Regions from separate parts of the Mus musculus genome. Here regions 1, 3 and 4 are each linked to region 2. A link is a contact called in public promoter capture Hi-C data. All regions are on one chromosome and are shown on one strand. Each heading gives the region's core, a stretch centred on a gene start, on an enhancer-like site or on the middle of the called end of the contact. The rest is flanking DNA. Distances are from core to core; before and after follow the strand shown. Region 1 holds the start of Ccdc149 (coiled-coil domain containing 149). Region 2 holds the start of Sel1l3 (sel-1 suppressor of lin-12-like 3 (C. elegans)). Region 3 overlaps Stim2 (stromal interaction molecule 2). Region 4 holds the start of Tbc1d19 (TBC1 domain family, member 19).

Region 1 (2,700 bases), core at 98-2,597, 740 kb before region 2:
CCCCATGGCCAGGTAGTGTGCTTGATTTGGAATGACCATTCTCAACACAGATCTACCTGAACAAGAATACCGTACCTTCTAAGTCAGCACCCACTCCTGGACTTCCATGGAGAACCCACCCCCACCTTCATCATCTTTTACTGCTATAGATGATTCTGGATGGGCCCAGAGATGAGATTCCCAGTGGATATATTCCTTGACACAAAGCCTGATAGAGAAGATAACCTGACAGAGAAGATAGAGCTGGGCCGTGGGCCGAGACATAACCCCTTCCAGTGCTAGACCAATGTTTGAAGGAACTAAACTAAGTGGCTCTAAGTGGTGGAGTTCATTGCTCTACACACACTGGGTGTTAAGTGGCTAGATAATGGAGGAGCCGTCCATACAGGTGAGGGAGGTGAATTGGTAGCTTGCTAGGGGAAGGAAGACATCAGGATCCCTCTCACCTGGAGAAGCTAGCTGCCTGACCCGAGCCAACCAACTGGGTGGATCAGAGAGAAGGCAGCCTAAGAGTCTGAAAGCTTCCTTCTGGCCCATTCACAGGGGAGGGCGTGGAGTTGTCTATATCCACAGGTCACATCACCTCTGTACCTGTCTCATTTTCCTTTGAGAAATGAATGGTTTCACTACCTCACAGCACATAGTAGGTGCGGGAAACAGGAGCTCAGAGAGTGGAGTAAGTGAACGCATGAACCAACCATTGCAAGGATGCCAAACTCTTTCACTTAAACCGCTGCTCCAAGTCATTGCACCTGCCCAGTTGTTACCCAAGGGCCCGGATGGTCCCTCAGGCGTCACCTTTTCAGCATCGGGAATCATCCAATCGCTTGCCTCCATAACAGTGGTGACTAGGCAGGCAGGTGGGGCTTGGCTCTTTCCCCTCCCGGATCCCAGGGCTTCTCAGTCTCTCCAATCCTAGGCCAAACGCTGGCGAGCGAAAGGCCCCTCCCCAAAGCCTGGCACCAGATGGTGCGGGCGACCGCGGCTCCCCCGCAGGCCCGAACGTGAGGGGTGGACCGTGCACCTGCAGGTCCTGCCGCGGCCACCTGCTACCCGGGCTCACAGGGCTTGGGGACCTGCTGCAGCGGCTCAGGAGGCCGATCCGGAGCCCCGGCCTCACCTCGCTCACCAGCCCCTGCCAGTCGCTCTCGGTCCGATCGCCGTCCATGTCCCCTCCTGCGTGCGCGGGCGGGCTGCACAACCGCCTCCCTTCTCCTCCTCCTGCTCCTGTCGCCGCCGCCGCCGCCGCCACCCCGGCCCCGCGCAGCCCGGAGAGGGCCAGGAACCTCCGAGCCTCCGCGCCGCCGCCTCCCGCGGCTGCCCGCGCCGCTGCCTCCACGTCAGCCTCCGCGGAGGAAGGGGAGGAGGAGCCGGGCCCCAACCACTGCCCTACAGTGGCTCGGGGCCGGTGCCAGCCGCGGCACCCCGGGGACCCCAGGCCACCAGCTGTGTCTCCTAGGGAAGGAAGGGACTCTGCATGTGAACCATCACATAACCCCAGACTCCAGCATTCCCAGGCCTGTGGTGAGGGAGGGAGGCTGGCGAACAGGTGGGTGTCATCCCCAGGTCGAGAAGCCAAACTCCTCCATCCAGCCATCCCCTGCCAGGTCAGGCCTCTACCATTGAAACTGAAGCTCCACCAAGGAAGGGCCCTTCTTTCCCCTGAGTACACATTGGAGCAACCTTGGCACGCAGTAGATGCTCTACATCTTTTGGTCGAGCGTATGAATGAAGCTCACCATACTGTACATACATTATACTGATTTTTAAAGCGACCAACATTTCTTTTTAAGTATCTGATGTCGTACTAGAACGCAAGTACAAAGTTTGAAAATAAAACTCTAAATTCTGAATAGGGCCAAAAAGCTTGGTGGTGGGATTTAGCATGAGTTAAGAGAGGAGCCAGCTGAAGATTGTGCTATTCAGGGCTCTGTGTAGAAGAGGAGGTGGAAAGGCTGCAAAGAGATGTCAGAGATGGTGGGTGACTTCGAGGAAACAGTTTGCAAGCACAACAGGGCTCATATGGACTCTCAAAACACACACAAGCCCAAGTCAGACACAAAAATGAGAAGAGACATGGCCGCAAAGTCTCACCCCTAACCAAGAAGCGACTTGCAACTGATAGCTTCTGGGAGAGGGAAAATCCGTTTTCTTAACAGAGTGATATTTCAAACACACGGCAAGGCAGGCCCCGTGTTCAGTCCTAGTCAGCCAACACAATAGAACGTCACGGATTTTTTTAAATGCTTTTGTTTGTTTTGGTTTTTATGAGAGAGAAAAAATAAGAAGTTGGGGGTGAAGAGAAGGGGCCTAGGAGGTCTTGAAGAAGAGGAAAGAATATAAGAATATTTAAAATATATTGTATAAAATTTTCAAAAAAAAAAACTTTCTAAAGATAATTCCATGAAACTTTCATGGGAAAGGAAGACTAGAGACCTCCAGAGGGAACCTCAGATGAATGCTATGTGATCCCCGCCCCCACATAGTTGCCAACAGAAAGCTTTCCATACTTGGGGAAACTCAGCTTGTATAAAGGAGTAGGTGGCCTGAGAAGTTGGTAAGTCCATTTGGCAGCTGTAGAAACCTCACGGCCACCATGGATTTACATTGTCAGTTCCTGCTGAGAGCGGGTCAGTTCTGTGACATGGAAGCTGGGTGCTGAAAAGTGGAGAAGCGGCCTTGGCCCCAGCATGCTACATG
Region 2 (2,700 bases), core at 128-2,627:
GCTTAGAAGACGACCAGAATCCAAACACCGTCAGTGCACATGAACGGGGTTCTGGACAATGACATTGCTCGTTTTTTAAGCATTCTGTGAATTTCCTATTACATCAGTTTCATGATTCAGCATTTTCCTTTTCATTTATTTACAGTAATATTCGGCGAGATAACCTAAGCTTTCCGCAGGATCCTGGAACATAAGGTAGGCTGGGCAGCAAGGGTGTAGCCTTCTGTAAATTTACTATTGCTCAGAACTCAGGAACAAATGGGAGAGAGCAAGTCAGCCAAAGAACTGGGAAATAGCTCCTCACCTTACTCTGAGGGTCTCATTTTCTCTGGTATTTAAAATAGGTGACTGCCATCTAGTTTGTAAGTCTAACAGAAGGCAAGAAGTGTGCAAATTGCAAACTGTGCATAAGCCAAACGCAGCTCTGAAACGACAGCGTTCAAGACGCAACTAAAGTCACCACTCTGGCGGTAAGCGTGGTACAAAGAAGTAGATTTCATTCTGGCACCCGCAACTTGGCTGGAGTGACCAAGGAGTTGAGAAAGAGCCTCTGGAAATGCGATGTGCGGTGGCACAGAACCGTCTGGACGGAAAGAACCCGATGCAAACTCAAAGGAGGGTCGGGGTGGGGGGTGGGGGCAGGAAAAAGGAGAAGTTGGGCACACGGAGCAAAGGAGCTTCAAGAAGGTGAATGAAAAGCCTAGGACAGGTGGGGACAGGGCTGGGGAGCCACGATCCAAGGGGCGGGAAGCAAATGCAGGGTAGGGAGGGTCCAACGTCGCTGGGGACAAGAAGGGTACTCTAGGGGAACCTAGCCCTGGTCTCCAGCAAGGCGATGAGGAAGAGGAATGACTCCAGCGAGAGTAGCCCGCAAGTCCGGTCCACGCACCCGGGTACTCATCCCAAGGGCTGGGAGCGCCCGGGACGCAGTGGCAAGGAAAAGAGACAAACTCGCGGCGACGTCCCCACCTCCTGCGGTTGGGGTCCCAGGCCACCCCCACCCCGTCCCCAGGGCCCGCGCAGAAGGAAGGACCCTAATAGGGTCCGGCGCTCACCAGGTAGCAGAGAAAGAGCAATGCGCTGGTAGGGCGGCCGCCGAGGCCCGGGGAGACACCGCGGCTCGGGGGGACCATGGCTGCGGCCGGGGGACCGAAAGCGGGCGGCGGGGGCTGCTGCTGCTGCTGCTGCTGTCGCCGCCGTGGCCACCAAAGCCCCGCGCCGCGCCACTGCATGGCGAGGCCGCCCGGATCCCGGCCGGAACAGGTCACCTGGTGCAGGGACCGGCCCCCGCCCGAGGCGCCACCTTCCCTCCCGCCCCCGGCCGGCGGCCCGCCGCGCGCGGGGCCACCTGCCGCTGCCACCGGACCCGCCGCCGCCACCGCCGCCACCGCCGCTCCCGCCGCCGCCCCCGCAGCCCCAACCGAGCGCCGGCTCCTCCCCGCTCGCAGTCCCGTCCCCTCCCTCCCTCGGCCTCCCTGCCCAGCCCGCCTCCCTGGTCGTTCCCTCCGAACCCACGACGTCCACCCCTCCTGGCCGTAGGCGCCCACACAGGTGGGGACCTCGTGGTCCCGCCCCCCACCCCGGCCGCTGTTCGCCCCCGGGTCCGCGGGGCTCTCGGTCGCCCCCCCCATCCCTTTCTCTTGCTTCCTCCTCCGCCCCTTCCGCGCCCTTGCAGTCCGCGATCCCCCCCCCCCACCCCTTCTACTACCCACTTTCTCCGTTTCCTCCACGTCCTTTCTCCCCAACTCCCTCCCTTCTCCATCTCTCTCTCCCGCATCTCTAGCGGGTGCCCACCCTGCTGCTTGCCTCTCATTCCCACTTCGCGCCCCAGCACTAGACAGTGAGGTTTGTTTGGTGGCTTGGGGGTGGAGGGGTAGTGGTGGCCCGGGCGCCATTCCGGCAGGGCGGGGGCCGAGAGTGCTTTCTTGGAGTTGAGCCACGCAGCCGCTTGGCTTCTAATCCTTAGGGATGGATTTTGACCCCTGCTAACCTCCACCTGTCACCTGCAGGGCTTGGGGCTGCTTTCCTGCTTGCAGGTTTAGAGCCCAGGCTGTGCCCCACCCTGCCGCCTGATTGGCGACTCGTTCTGGATGTTTCCCCAGGGTTTTGTGCGGTGTGGCCGCTGCTGCCTCCGCGCTCTTTGTTTTAATTGTCTGGAGTATTGGCGCCCAGAGCGGGTTTGTATTTGATTTGCATCCCTGAGCTCTGGCTTCCACTTGGACGAGGAGAAAATGAATTAATTAGGCCAGTACAATCGTACCCAAGCCCCAAATGAAAGGAGGTGAGGCCCTTGAAGTGCGCAAACAGCTTTTTTTTTTTTTTGAAAATCAGGACACATCCTAGGTTTTGGGGAGGCAAGGTGAGACTGGATGTTAGTAGACCTGGGTTCTGGAGCCACTGGCAGGTGACATGAGACTCGTGGACAGGGCAAGCAACTCGGGCTTGCCCTGTAGTTCCAGGAAGTGCTTGGCTGTCCTGCTGCTGAGAAGACTGCTTGTGAGCCAAGGGCTGGTGTCCTGAGATAGTTAACCCATGTTGAAAAGTTTGTCCCTTTGGCACTGATGTGGATGTGTGTGGATGGGAACTATTAATAGATTGGAAGCCAAGGAACACAACCCTTTCCCTGAGGAGTTGTCACTACTGTGGTCCAAGTAATGCCAGGCGCGGTGGGGGGTGGGAGGTGGGGCGGGGAGGATCGAG
Region 3 (2,733 bases), core at 129-2,628, 890 kb after region 2:
TTATTTGGCTGTCCCAATGAGTTTGATTCAGTTCCTTTATGGAGTCCTTGAGGAGGGAGTATTTACAGAAGCATGGGCTTGTCTGTCCTTCCCTGAGCGAACCTTAACTGCCGTAAGAACAGGGTTGACAGGTGACTGCCTCTCCTTTTATCTCTGGTTCTGCCATAGAGTGCTTTGCATGCCTTTGTAGACCCTAGGGTCACCGGAATGTGATGTTCCGGTTGTGCCAGTATAAACACAATCCTCATGTCATCCCGAGGCAGTCAAGGGTGGCTTACAGGAGAACAGTGGGTCTTTAGGAAGAACTCAGCCCAACATGATTGTATTGGTAAGAAACGCCACCTTGAGTAGTCAGTGTGCAGAAACCCTTGTGTCTGCACTAGGGGACCTGCTCTGAGCACTACCCCTTATAGAATGCTAAGAGACATAACCACTTCTGTGCGTTACACACTGTTATTCAACAGAGGCAAGCTTTTGTGTGTTTAATTTCAAATCTTCGATTTCCTCTACTGCTGTTCAAAGCATCATTTACTGAGGAAGTAAGTGATTAACCTGGGAAATTAACTTACGTTATCTATACAGTACCCTACATTGCATATAGTTGAAATATACCCCCCCCAGTGGAGATAACTTCAAAAATGATCAATATGGTATTATTTTCTTTAAATGAAGACTTTTGGGTAACTAACATCACTTTATATTTTTATATCAATGGTTTTGCTCCTAAAATTGTTATATTATTAATATAAGTCTCAGGCAGTGATCTTCAAAAGTATGAATTTTACTGGAAGCTTCATGGGCTTCCAGCCAATCAAATCCGTCAAACCAGGTCTGGAAGCTAGGTTTGAGGTATGTGGGCTGTTTCTTTCTGACATGTTTCTACTGTTGTTTTCAATGTTCCAGAGGGATATAGTTTTTAAACCTTAAATTCATTTGTAAATGCTATTAACTAATTAGACTTTGACCATTCTCATGGATAACAACATAATTCAAACAGAGTTAAGATTTCGATCAAATAACAAAGTTATAAATAACAGCTGCTGAACAGTTGCTAGTATGGGATGAACATAAATTTCACATTATTTAATAGTTAATTTAAGCATTGCTCAGCCTCAGTTTATGCCCCAATACAAAGTTTCTGTGCAAAATAATCTAACTATTTTAAGAGAATTTGATGGAAAATGTTTAGGGTTGTAGAGAGTAGCATGAGTGAAATGTGTTGAGATTCTGTGTATATGTAGTATCCTGAACATTTAAATCACACTGAATTTTTAGTTTCAAAGTCTTGGGAGAGAAAAGGCTTGCTGTAGTCTGCTTGTGGTGTTCTGTAGGGCTGTGTGTCACAGGGCCTGGTTTCACACTCTTTCTTCAAGAGATATCAGCAAGGACACCACATTGTCCCATGTACATTACACAATGAATCACACTAGGTGAGTGTCACCTAAGAAGTTGCTTCTATTGAAAAAGCCTTTTTTTTAAAATGTCTCAAGTTGCAACCCTTTTTTTTTTGTTTTGTTTTGTTTTGTTTTGTTTTGTTTTGTTTTTTGTTTATACACTATGTGTCCTGTTGTGATTTCTTTTTAACTTTGGAGTTTTAAAATATTTTTCTACACTGCCCAACAGCTGTTCTATTTCTTGATCAAAAGTTTGTGTAGTCCTATTCTTAGTTTACTCTGGCAAACAGAAAGGTTTATTTAAATCAATTGGATTTGTTCAGATCAAACATCCCTCTGCACTTTAGTTTAGAAATGGAGGGAGTTTCAGTTAGCTCAGTTAGCTTTGTGGGCGTAGTCATGGGCCGGGCACCAGGATCAGTGTCCACCGTGCCCCCGTGGCCTGGTGGGGAGGTTTTCATTATGCATGCCAGTCCCACCATCCTGCCCAGATTGTAAGTAAGCTCTTCCAAGAACTGAGTCTCTCTTCCTTCTTTGTCACTTTCTTACTGGGGCTTCGCTTCATATATTTTTTTTTCCTTAGCATTTATCACACTTAACACATCAGCACCTTATTTCCTTTATTTAATTGGCTGGCCCTTAAATAGTATGTGGGAAAAATACTTCATCCTTACAGGGAAAGCAATGCATAGTTTCTCACAGGGAAAATCAAATATATTCTTGGCCAGAATTGACTTTCTTAAAATTTGCACATAGTTTTTTCACACTTAGTGTCTGTTTGCTTACAGGAGCAGTGGGTGATCTAGACAGGGTGGAACAGGCTGTAGTGGGAGACGCGCAGGAAAGAACAGACAGGGCATCAGGAAGGAGACCTTGAAAGTCCGCTTGGTTTATGTGGGTATTGCTTCATATCCTAGGGAACCAAAAAATGCGCTGTGCGGAAAGTGTCATCAGTAATTTATATATTTCCTAATTTGTTTTCTTTTGTGTCTGATTTGTCTTAGCTTGACAGCTATAAAATAAAAAACCATTTCCACAGTTTATGTGTGTGTGGGCTCATGTGCCCCTTCACTAATCTGTAGGTTCAGCTTTGCTCAGTAATCTAATGATGTACTTCAAGGCAGCACTAGTTTTGAAATAAATCATTTAGATTTAGGGACTTTAAAAGGGTTTTGTAAAGTCCATAATTGAATTGTTTGTTGTTGTTGTTGTTTTGTTTTGGCACCAATGTTTATTTCAGTCTCTTCTTCCTTTTGTGTTTTCTTTCTCTCATCCTTCCAGGTCCGCATGGCTCTAAAAAAGGCCGAAAAGGAGTTTGAACTGAGAAGCAGCTGGTCTG
Region 4 (2,700 bases), core at 136-2,635, 600 kb after region 2:
TAAAAAATATGTATACACACAAAACCAAAATTAATCCGTAAGTATTTTGGTGATATTATTCTAATGTGTATTCTAATTATTCTATTATTCTAATGTGTATTCTAATGTATAATTACACCTTAGGGCGTTTGCTGACCTACTATTGGCCTTTGGATTAACGTTCAATTAGTTAAATCAGTTACTTCTAATTATAACTATGTTTCATATATTTCCTTGAGGACACAAACTGTATTTTATTAAATATTTGTGCTCACACAGTTCCTTGTATGTAAATGCTCGATAAACTGAAAGTTGGACCATGTCTAAAAGATGGAATGAATGCATAGAAATCTAGATGGTAGATTTCTTAAAGACAAGGACAGTCAGGATCTTAGTCATTTTAAAATTAAGAATACTAAAAAAAAAAGTATTAGTAATTGTTGTTGGTTAATTTGTATGTGAAAGGAGACTAATACCAGGATATGATTGTAGATTCTAGAACAGCAGTTCCCAAGAACCACCCTTTCACAGGACTTGCTTAAGACCATTGAAAAAGGGCTGGAGAGATGGCTCAGTGGTCAAGAGCACTAACTGCTCTTCCAGAGGTCCTGAGTTCAATTCCCAGCAACCACATGGTGACTCAAAACCATCTATAACCATATGACAGTGTACTCATATACATTAAATAAATAAACTCTTAAAAAAGACTTCCTTTAAAAAAAGACCATTGAAAAACACATATATTTATATGTGTTTCATAACAATAGCAACATTACAGTTATGAAGAAGCTGCAAAAAAATTATGATTAGGGTTCACCACAACATGAGGAACTGTATTAAAGTGTGGCTGCATTAGGAAGATTGAGAACCACTGCTGTATAAAGCCTAGAGAATAGAAACAGTCGCAAAGGAAACAAGCGTGCAACTTCATGAATTGCTTCTTACCTCAGCCAACTATCAAAACATCCTGCCAATTGGTGTAAATTGAATTCTGCAATTTAAATACATCGCTTAAGTGCAACAGCTAGTATCAGAGCCCATAATTTTGGGGTGTAACCAGCAGCAATTGTGTTCACAGGCGTGTTCTGCAGAGATTGACTGGTGGAAGAGTTAAGAATCTCTATAATACAGAGTCTATATAGTAAATTTCAACACACACACACACACACACACACACACACACACACACACACACACACCACCTCGTTCTCGGTTCTTTTTTGCACATCTGAAACTTTGTGGCTGCGGAAGAACAAGCTTTTGTTCTGTGTTTTCGATCAGACTGGGTAGGAACAATGAAATCTACTTCCCGGCCCTGGTCTCTTTCCGCCCTCGGAACGCATGTGCGAGGTCTTTCAGATGCGGAGGGGACCAGAGAGGGACGGACGCACGGCCCAGCAGTTGCCTGGCAACGCCCGCTGGAGGAGTCCCGCCGAAAAAAGGTCCGGGAGAAGTGTCAGCGGCCAGGAGTGGGACCCTGCAGCGCATTCTTTCCTTGCCGGCGGCCGTCCCCGCGGCTGGCGGGTTAGGGCAGGGGAAATGTTGCAGGAGGAGTCGGACCTGTCCCTCATCATTGCCCAGATCGTCCAGAAACTCAAGGGCTCCAATTTGTATGCTCAGCTGGAACGGCAGGCCTGGGTAAGCGGGGCTGATGGGAAGCTATGGAGACCGGCAGGCCGCAGGATGACCTGCCTGCTACACTGCCTTCACCCAGGCCAGAGCTTTTTGCTCTCTCCACCCCTTTCTGCTGTTTTAAACCCCTCCCTGAGCCTTGCACCTTGTTTGCTCAGACCCAGGAGTGAGGCAATTGTATTTTTTTAAAGATGGGTGGGGCTCATCACGCCCTTCTTCAGGCCAGAGAATGGCCAAGGCTTCTCCCGTTTATTCTTGTAGTCGTTTAAGGGACCTATTTTTTATTTTTTAGATGTTGGACTCACGAGCAGCATGCCTTCCTTCTTTTTTACTTTCTCGTGGATGGATTGGGATCCCATGTGCTTTATTCTAATGTGTCACTTTGTTGCACTTTGCTCTCCCTACAGTGATTTTTTTTTTAATGTGCCCACCTAGCGTTTATTGAATTCATTTAAACAGACTCGGCCCTGCGAGTAGACAGAATAACCAGTAGAGCTTTACTGTATGAGAATGTAGTGTGAATGGAATCCTACAGTACCAAAACTTTTGTGGATGCTTCTGTCCCCGTTAGGATTTTGAGATCCATCCAAACTTGGTATTTTAGTACTTCTGTTCCCATTAGTTTCTCTAGTTAGTACTTACCTGGTGGATATTTAGGTTGTTTAGAGATTATGGATAATGCCAATATGTATATTCTGTGACTTTATCTTTATCCCATGGATTGTCCAGAAAATGTATTGTTTAGTTTTCAAATTTGGGGAGATCTTTCCAGTTTCTTCCTTTTGTTGATTTCAAGTTTAACTCCAGGATGGATAAAATTTATATTATGTTAATTCTTTAAATTTTGTTGGAGTATTTTTTTATTTTTAAGATTCGTAATTTGTTTTCTCTTGTTGAACATCCTTTGTGTACTTAGTAAACATCTTTTTTTTTTTTATAATTTAGAAATGTCAGTTAAGTAGGTTGAAAGTTTTGTTTAAGTGTATCTTTACTGAGTGTGGTATGTGATGATTAATCTTGTTTGTTGACTTAAAACACCTGAGAAGAGGAAACCTTAATTGAGAAATTGATCTCCTAAGCTGCCTCTGT

Evidence for each region. Promoter capture Hi-C pulls out the DNA fragments that hold promoters and counts their contacts. Capture Hi-C pulls out chosen DNA fragments and counts their contacts.
Region 1: a promoter capture Hi-C map of hippocampal neurons shows a contact between it and region 2, with 4 times the contacts expected there. The contact joins the promoter of Ccdc149 here to the promoter of Sel1l3 in region 2. A contact is called at or near these places in 2 of 39 promoter capture datasets (hippocampal neurons and liver).
Region 3: a contact with region 2 is called in a promoter capture Hi-C map of liver, with 2.1 times the contacts expected there. The contact joins the enhancer-like site here to the promoter of Sel1l3 in region 2. A contact is called at or near these places in 7 of 39 promoter capture datasets (the C10 cell line, embryonic stem cells, liver and 1 more) and 1 of 9 other capture datasets (embryonic stem cells).
Region 4: a promoter capture Hi-C map of adipose tissue shows a contact between it and region 2, with 2.5 times the contacts expected there. The contact joins the promoter of Tbc1d19 here to the promoter of Sel1l3 in region 2. A contact is called at or near these places in 1 of 39 promoter capture datasets (neutrophils), 1 of 484 Hi-C or Micro-C datasets (embryonic stem cells), 1 of 115 datasets of contacts at active chromatin or transcription factors (bone marrow-derived macrophages) and 2 of 9 other capture datasets (adipose tissue and liver).

What each region holds. Positions count from the first base shown.
Region 1 is chr5:52,470,231-52,472,930 of GRCm38.p6, forward strand. It overlaps Ccdc149 (coiled-coil domain containing 149), which reads right to left and starts at 1,348. Exons shown (of 13, transcript NM_001379231.1): 1 at 1,121-1,348. The coding sequence starts at 1,168.
Region 2 is chr5:53,212,075-53,214,774 of GRCm38.p6, forward strand. It overlaps Sel1l3 (sel-1 suppressor of lin-12-like 3 (C. elegans)), which reads right to left and starts at 1,378. Exons shown (of 24, transcript NM_172710.3): 1 at 1,056-1,378. The coding sequence starts at 1,232.
Region 3 is chr5:54,107,028-54,109,760 of GRCm38.p6, forward strand. It overlaps Stim2 (stromal interaction molecule 2), which reads left to right. Exons shown (of 12, transcript NM_001081103.2): 8 at 2,676-2,733. Among named protein-coding and RNA genes, the nearest start is that of Stim2, 110 kb to the left of the region's middle. Within about 2 kb of position 1,379, at least 8 of the 459 cell types and tissues checked have an H3K27ac peak or open chromatin away from gene starts, as enhancers often do. A contact at or near this core is called in liver, where this site is marked.
Region 4 is chr5:53,808,242-53,810,941 of GRCm38.p6, forward strand. It overlaps Tbc1d19 (TBC1 domain family, member 19), which reads left to right and starts at 1,386. Exons shown (of 21, transcript NM_144517.4): 1 at 1,386-1,617. The coding sequence starts at 1,519.